2 separate regions of the Mus musculus genome follow, and region 1 is linked to region 2. Evidence: chromatin contacts called from public promoter capture Hi-C data. All regions are on one chromosome and are shown on one strand. The core of a region is the stretch at or near the end of the contact, and the rest is flanking DNA. Distances in the headings are between cores, read along the strand shown. Region 1 holds the start of Ralgds (ral guanine nucleotide dissociation stimulator). Region 2 holds the start of Wdr5 (WD repeat domain 5).

Region 1 (2,987 bases), core at 338-2,837, 1.0 Mb before region 2:
CTACCAGGAAACCAGACTCAGGATGGGGATGGGAGGGAATTATTGGCAAAACAGACAGGGATTTCCCTGCCCCCTCCCCCAGGCGAATGCTAAATGGTCATTGTGTTCAGTTTCCGGCTGTGGCCTCCTCTCCTGCCAGGACCCTGGCTTTCCTGACCCAGCCAGAAGCTTCCCTCTGATTTCTAAACGGTGACCAGGCTGCATGACAACACAGAGGCCTGGAGAGAGGGCAGCAGAGGAGGCACAGATAGCAGCAACCCATGCAGGAACAGAACCTTTCAACAGCCCTGCCACAAAGGGTCCTTAGGGATGTAGCCAGACAGAGTCAGAGAGAAGCTTGACACCCCCCTCCAGGAGTGATCAGGCTAGGCCCTTCCAGCACACAAAGCCGGAGACTCTGCCAGACATAATGAAAGCCAGATGAGTGCAGGGCTGGTGGTGGGCCGCCCACCACCAAGCTCCCCGGAGTCCCTCCCCAGCCGCCTCCAGGATGAGACCACTGGGTGAATGAGCAGCCTGGCTTGGGACACCTGCCAAGCACAAGAGGCCTCCTAGGCCTGGGGGCCCCATGACCAGAAGTTCCCGAGTATGCTTTGTCTGAGCCTTCTCTAGGCAGAGCAGGATGCAGGGCTGCCTTGGGATTCCACTACCCCTGGGGCATGGTGGCAGGTGTACACTAAGGTGAAAGGAAGAGGGCACTGCTGGGTGTCCCTGCCCAGGACACTAGAAACAAGCTCCTACCCACATTCACTATTCCCACCACCCACACATAAGGGCATGGTCTCTGAATCTTCCAGCCCATCCCACTCCCTTCCTGCCACTGCCTCCTCTGAACAGCCTCGATGTTCCCGGGTCATTAGACCTATGTCTGACTCAGTGATGGGTATTCAAAGGCCCCTGAGGTCCCACTCACCTCTGGGGAGTTTAGGGCTGTGCCACCACAACCACTTGCTGGCCCACTATATTGTGGCCTCCTCGTGTCACGCGCCCCATTGACAAGGGTTTGAAATGAGGATAGGCCCTCGTGGTTGGAGCATTCACACACCACAGGCGTGTAAATAGTGACAGCATGGAGGGGCTTAAAGGTTTGACTGACTGCAGTAATTGGGGTTGTCACACCTGTGATGAGTGGGAGCAGGTACTGGGATGAATTGAGGGGGCACGGGAATTCAGCTCTGATTCCCCACCTACTGCTGAGGGTGTGCTGGAAGCTGTAATGCCCAACTGGCTGCCCCAGGGCTGATACAGCAGGGGGACTTCTGAGGAAGGAACCCCCCAGCCACACACAATGCTGCAAAGGACGTTGGGCTCACCCACCTCCAGGCGCGGCAGATCAGGGTCGAGCTGCGTGAAGCTGTGCAGCACCACTGGGCAGCTGTCGGGGACGCCCACCTCCAGGCGCACGGCGTCCCACACGCTGCGGCTGCGCCGGGAACCGGGAAACAACGGCTCGGTGCCCCCTATGGGCCCGGCCGCCTCAGCCCACATGCGCTGCACCATGGACGACTCACGGTGGCGCGGGTGGCCGGCGGGCCGCGAGACCCGGGGCAGCGCGGGGCGCAGGGCCGGCGCGGCTCCGCGCTGCCTGCGCTCTGCGCCAGAGGCCGGGCCTCGCTGATGTCAGCTGGGGGCGTGGGCTGCTGGGGGAGTGGTTTCAGAGGGGGCGTGGGCCTCCTCTAGTTGGCAGGCCTGGTGGACAGCGCTTGCATACACAGTCTATGTATTGTGTGGGCGGCCCGTGATGCTGTTTTGCTGAAATCAGATCCACTTCCCGGGAATTCCAGTTACAACACCCCCTAGCTCTGTAGCCTCAGTTTCTTCACCTGGAAAGTATGGGTAATGAAAATGACTTCCTCCAAGAGTGTGACTGGGAGGATGTCAATGAGGTCACTGACTATGTGCTCATATATTAGAGTATGGGGAAGGGTGACCCTGAGGATTGATTGGGCTCAGTGTCCACAGGGCGTTGGCATCCAGTCCAAGCTCCATTGGGAGAGGGATGCTTCCAGCCTCAGCTCCAGTCACCACAGTCATGCACAAACTAGACAAACCTACTATGCAAAAGCAATGCTGGTTACCACTAGGTGAGGTGGCGTACTTTTAAAGGCTTGTTTATTTTATTGTATGTGTACTGTTATTTGCCATGCATGTGTGTACATTGCAGACATGGTAGACGCTGATGCCTGAGGGGAACAAACTGTGAATGCTGGGCCATCTCTCCCGCCACAAGGCCTAAATTTTCTTTGAAATTTTTAATTGTCAGAAAGTATTTTTATGAACAGGCTCCAGTGAATATGATTTAAGAAAAAGATAGGCAGATTTGGCTAGGTGTGGAGATCCCCTAAGGCTGCTCAGAAGCCCGGGCTCTGCCCTATCTCCAGGAAGTCCAGGCGTGTGGGGGTATATCACAGGAAGGCAGTGGCTCCCACACATTCTGTAGGCTTTTCCCCAGCCCCATTCCTGGGCCAAGGACCCGGCAGCAGCTCAGCTTTGTTTCCTGACCCTGCTGCTCTCTCCTATTCTGGCTTTCTTTTTCTAAGGGCCACTTCTCTCTGATACTTAGTCCCCAGGCGTCAACCCTGCGGGCAGGCCGTCGGCAGGCAGGCTGCCTCCAGACACACTAATTGCAGGGATGGACGGTGGCAGAGGTGAGGTTCCATCATCTACTCTGCTTTTCTGGTTGCTGTCCACCTGTTTTATCAAGTTCCTTTCCTGTCTCGCTCTGCATTTCCCTCCTGGGAAGTCTGTTCATGGATATCACATGCACAGACACAGAAACACAGACACACATATGTGTAGGCAGATACACAGAGACATAAAGCCACACAGACAGACAGACAGACAGACAGACAAGCTCCTCACTCCCATAGGCCAACAGCTCAAGCCTTTTTACTCTGACCCCCTTTCACCAATATAAGTGTCCCCATGTTCCTGCCTGCTGCCCTAGACCCCACAGGGCTCACACCCTCAGCATCCCCAGCACCAGC
Region 2 (2,876 bases), core at 358-2,857:
CAAGCTTGGTATGGTTGGTGTAACAGGCATAAATCAACTACCAGGCCTGACCTGGTGCTTATTCTTAATGCAACTATGGCCATGAGTTCCCATAGCAACCACTTTTGTGGACCATACAGGTAGCAACAGGAGCTGAGACTTAAGTAATGAAAAGGGCTAGAAAGTCTCTTTCAACCAGCATCTCATCTCCCTACTCCAGTGAAATGAAAGGCCAACAGTGTAGGGCAGATCTATCTCCAGTGTGGGAAGTCTCTAGGAACTAAGCTTCTTTTAGCATATAAAGAGATTCACCTAACAGCAGGTGGATGACCTTGCCAACAAGCACACCACCACCCAGCCCTGCCCATCACATCGTTAATAAGCTGGGTCTTTCAGGAAGACAAATATTAACATCTGAAGACACTAGTTGTAGCACCACCCACTTTAATTCCAGCTCTAAGGATGAAGAGCTCTAAGGATGTGGGCCCCAAACAACCAACCAAAAAACAAAAACAAAAACGGGGAAGAAAGAAAGAAAGAAAGAAAGAAAGAAAGAAAGAATATCAACATTAGCCAATCTGCCTCACAGCATTCAGGAGGCTCAGGAATTCAAAGCAGTTAAATGTGAGGCTAGCATCAACCTGAAACCGGCTCAAAGGAGACCACCACTTTCCAATTCCACAGGGTAGAGTCCAAGACAGAGCACTCAGGAAAGCAGGACTTGGGGAGGGCAGGTCTGGGAGGAAGCTGGGTTAAGCAGGATCCTCAGCAGGTGGTTTGGAGCTGGCCTCCACTGCCCACAAAGGAGGTAGGTAACCGGCAGCCGCAGCCGGGGCTTTACACTAGAGTGAGCCTGACTATGGAAGGGCAGCAGCCATCAGTCTCCCTCCAGTCAAATGTAGACTCCTGGTTTCCACCCTAGTACACAAGTATGGGAAGACAGAATGGTTCAGTCACTCAGGTGAGTGCAGTAGGTAACCCAACAAAGAACTCCAACCCATCCTCTCTGGGCTCCTAGATACCTAGGTACTAGTAGCCTTGGCTTCACACCACTGTGCGCTCAACTGCCCGGCTGTCCCGGACAATGTTCAGAAACCCTTGACCGGTCAGCCCTAGTCAGGTAGAAACTTGCGCTAGGACACAAATGAGGGTTGTGCCCGCAGCACGAGAGGCGCCAAGTGGCCAAGGAAACCTGCGCGACGCTGGCTGGGTGTCCCCGATGAGACAGAGAATTCCACTCCCAGTGACGCCAGTCTGAGGTGTGAGTCTCGAGAAGCTCGCAGGACTAAGGGTCTAGGGGCGTAGCAGGGGCCGCAGTGGAAGTAGCGGGCCGTGGCGGCCACAAGGGGCGGCGGGGTCGGGGCGCGGCCGCAAATGCGGCGTCCGGCCCGGCCCGAGGCCCTCGGAACACGTGCGGCGCTGTGGAGCCCGGAGCCCGAGGGCCCTCGTGGCCGCCGCTCGCCTCGCGCCCGCGGGACCGGGTTTCTCGCTTACCTGCCGGGGCCGCGGCGGCGGGGCCGGGCGCTCTGGCGTCGCGTCGGCTAGCCCTACGCGCGAGAGCAGACGATCTGCTGGACTAGGCGGCAGCGGCGCGGGAGGCGGGAGGGATTGCGCGTGCGCGAGGGGCGGGACAACGGGCGGCGACGAGGGTCAGAAAAACTAGAGGAGGCGGAGCGCCTTAAAGGGGCCGTCTGTGGTTCTCGCTTCCTATTTGACCGCTACTGGTGTTCGGTAACTGCAGACTGGAGCACTCTAGAATTAAAGATGGGTGAGAACGTGCTTAGGTGCCTCTCCTGTTATTCTAGGCTGTGTAGCCAAGCTAACAGTTACAATTTGCCTGTGCTGGCCCGTGCCTGCCCAGGACTGTTGGGAAACCTCTTGGTGCCACTGGTGGATGTCCACGAGGTCCGGAAGTCCGGAGCTCCTGCGGCCTCCCCAGCCTACCGCAAGGCGGGGGGCTTCCTGCCGCTGCAAACCACAGCTCAAATTGAACATACTTGCCTCTCTTCTACAGGGCCATAAGGAGGCTACGCTGTACCACCACCACCACCCCACACAGACACACTCCGAAAAAGGTCTTAGGAGCTACCGCTGCAGGGAGAGATCTACAGTAGTGTCCAGGGAAGGCAGGGCACTACTGTAGAGAAGGAAGCCTGCACGCTGACAAGAGAGGAGCTACCTGACTTAGAAGACAAACAAGAAAGAATGTGGACAGGAAAGGCAAGTGTCCCTAACACAGGGGCTCCAAGTCCTCCAGCTATGCATGCATCTGGAACGATGCAGTTGCACCTGAATGTAGGCTCAGGCAGTTCACATTCCAGGCAGCCACAGCATCCACTACAATCTGGCTCCTGTGTGGCTCTGGAGCTCCATTTTAAAGGCTTTATCTCATTTTCACAAGACAGCCCCTAGCAGGCTGGCCGGCCTGCAGTTAGCAAAGTTTTGACAGCCCTCTTTCCTGTTGGACCACCTCTACTCCTGTCACTAACGGGGAAAACACCCAGAGAGGAGGACACAGGGACAGAAGGAGAACCTGGAGCCAGGTCTGCACCTCTCACTTCACTGTCTAACTCACATGGTCTTAGACTCTTGGAGGTGGCTATGACCTGTGCAGCCTCATCTTCCAGTCTGGGAATATCAAATATAACGCGTGGGGAACCTGTGCAGAGGGAGGGACTAAGCAACTGAAGCTTGAGAATGGAGAGTGTGTGGTTGCCATAGCTACAAGAGTGTGAGAAGACTGACATTGGCCTGGAATCTCCTGCTAAAGGCACAGAAACAGTTCAGACGAATCTGTGTGTCTAACAGACCTATGCCAGGAGCCCTGGATGGAGTGGAGCATGGGATGGTAAGAATAACATCTCCGTATCTGCCTAGCTAACCGGACTGGAAACCAA

The links. Promoter capture Hi-C pulls out the DNA fragments that hold promoters and counts their contacts.
Region 1: a promoter capture Hi-C map of liver shows a contact between it and region 2, with 4 times the contacts expected there. The contact joins the promoter of Ralgds here to the promoter of Wdr5 in region 2. A contact is called at or near these places in 7 of 39 promoter capture datasets (3T3-L1-derived adipocytes, embryonic stem cells, epiblast stem cells and 3 more) and 3 of 115 datasets of contacts at active chromatin or transcription factors (embryonic forebrain, embryonic hindbrain and pancreatic cancer cells).

The regions. Positions count from the first base shown.
Region 1 is chr2:28,532,064-28,535,050 of GRCm38.p6, reverse strand. It overlaps Ralgds (ral guanine nucleotide dissociation stimulator), which reads right to left and starts at 1,587. Exons shown (of 18, transcript NM_001145835.1): 1 at 1,318-1,587. The coding sequence starts at 1,500.
Region 2 is chr2:27,513,878-27,516,753 of GRCm38.p6, reverse strand. Wdr5 (WD repeat domain 5) reads right to left here and starts at 1,607. Exons shown (of 14, transcript NM_080848.2): 1 at 1,474-1,607.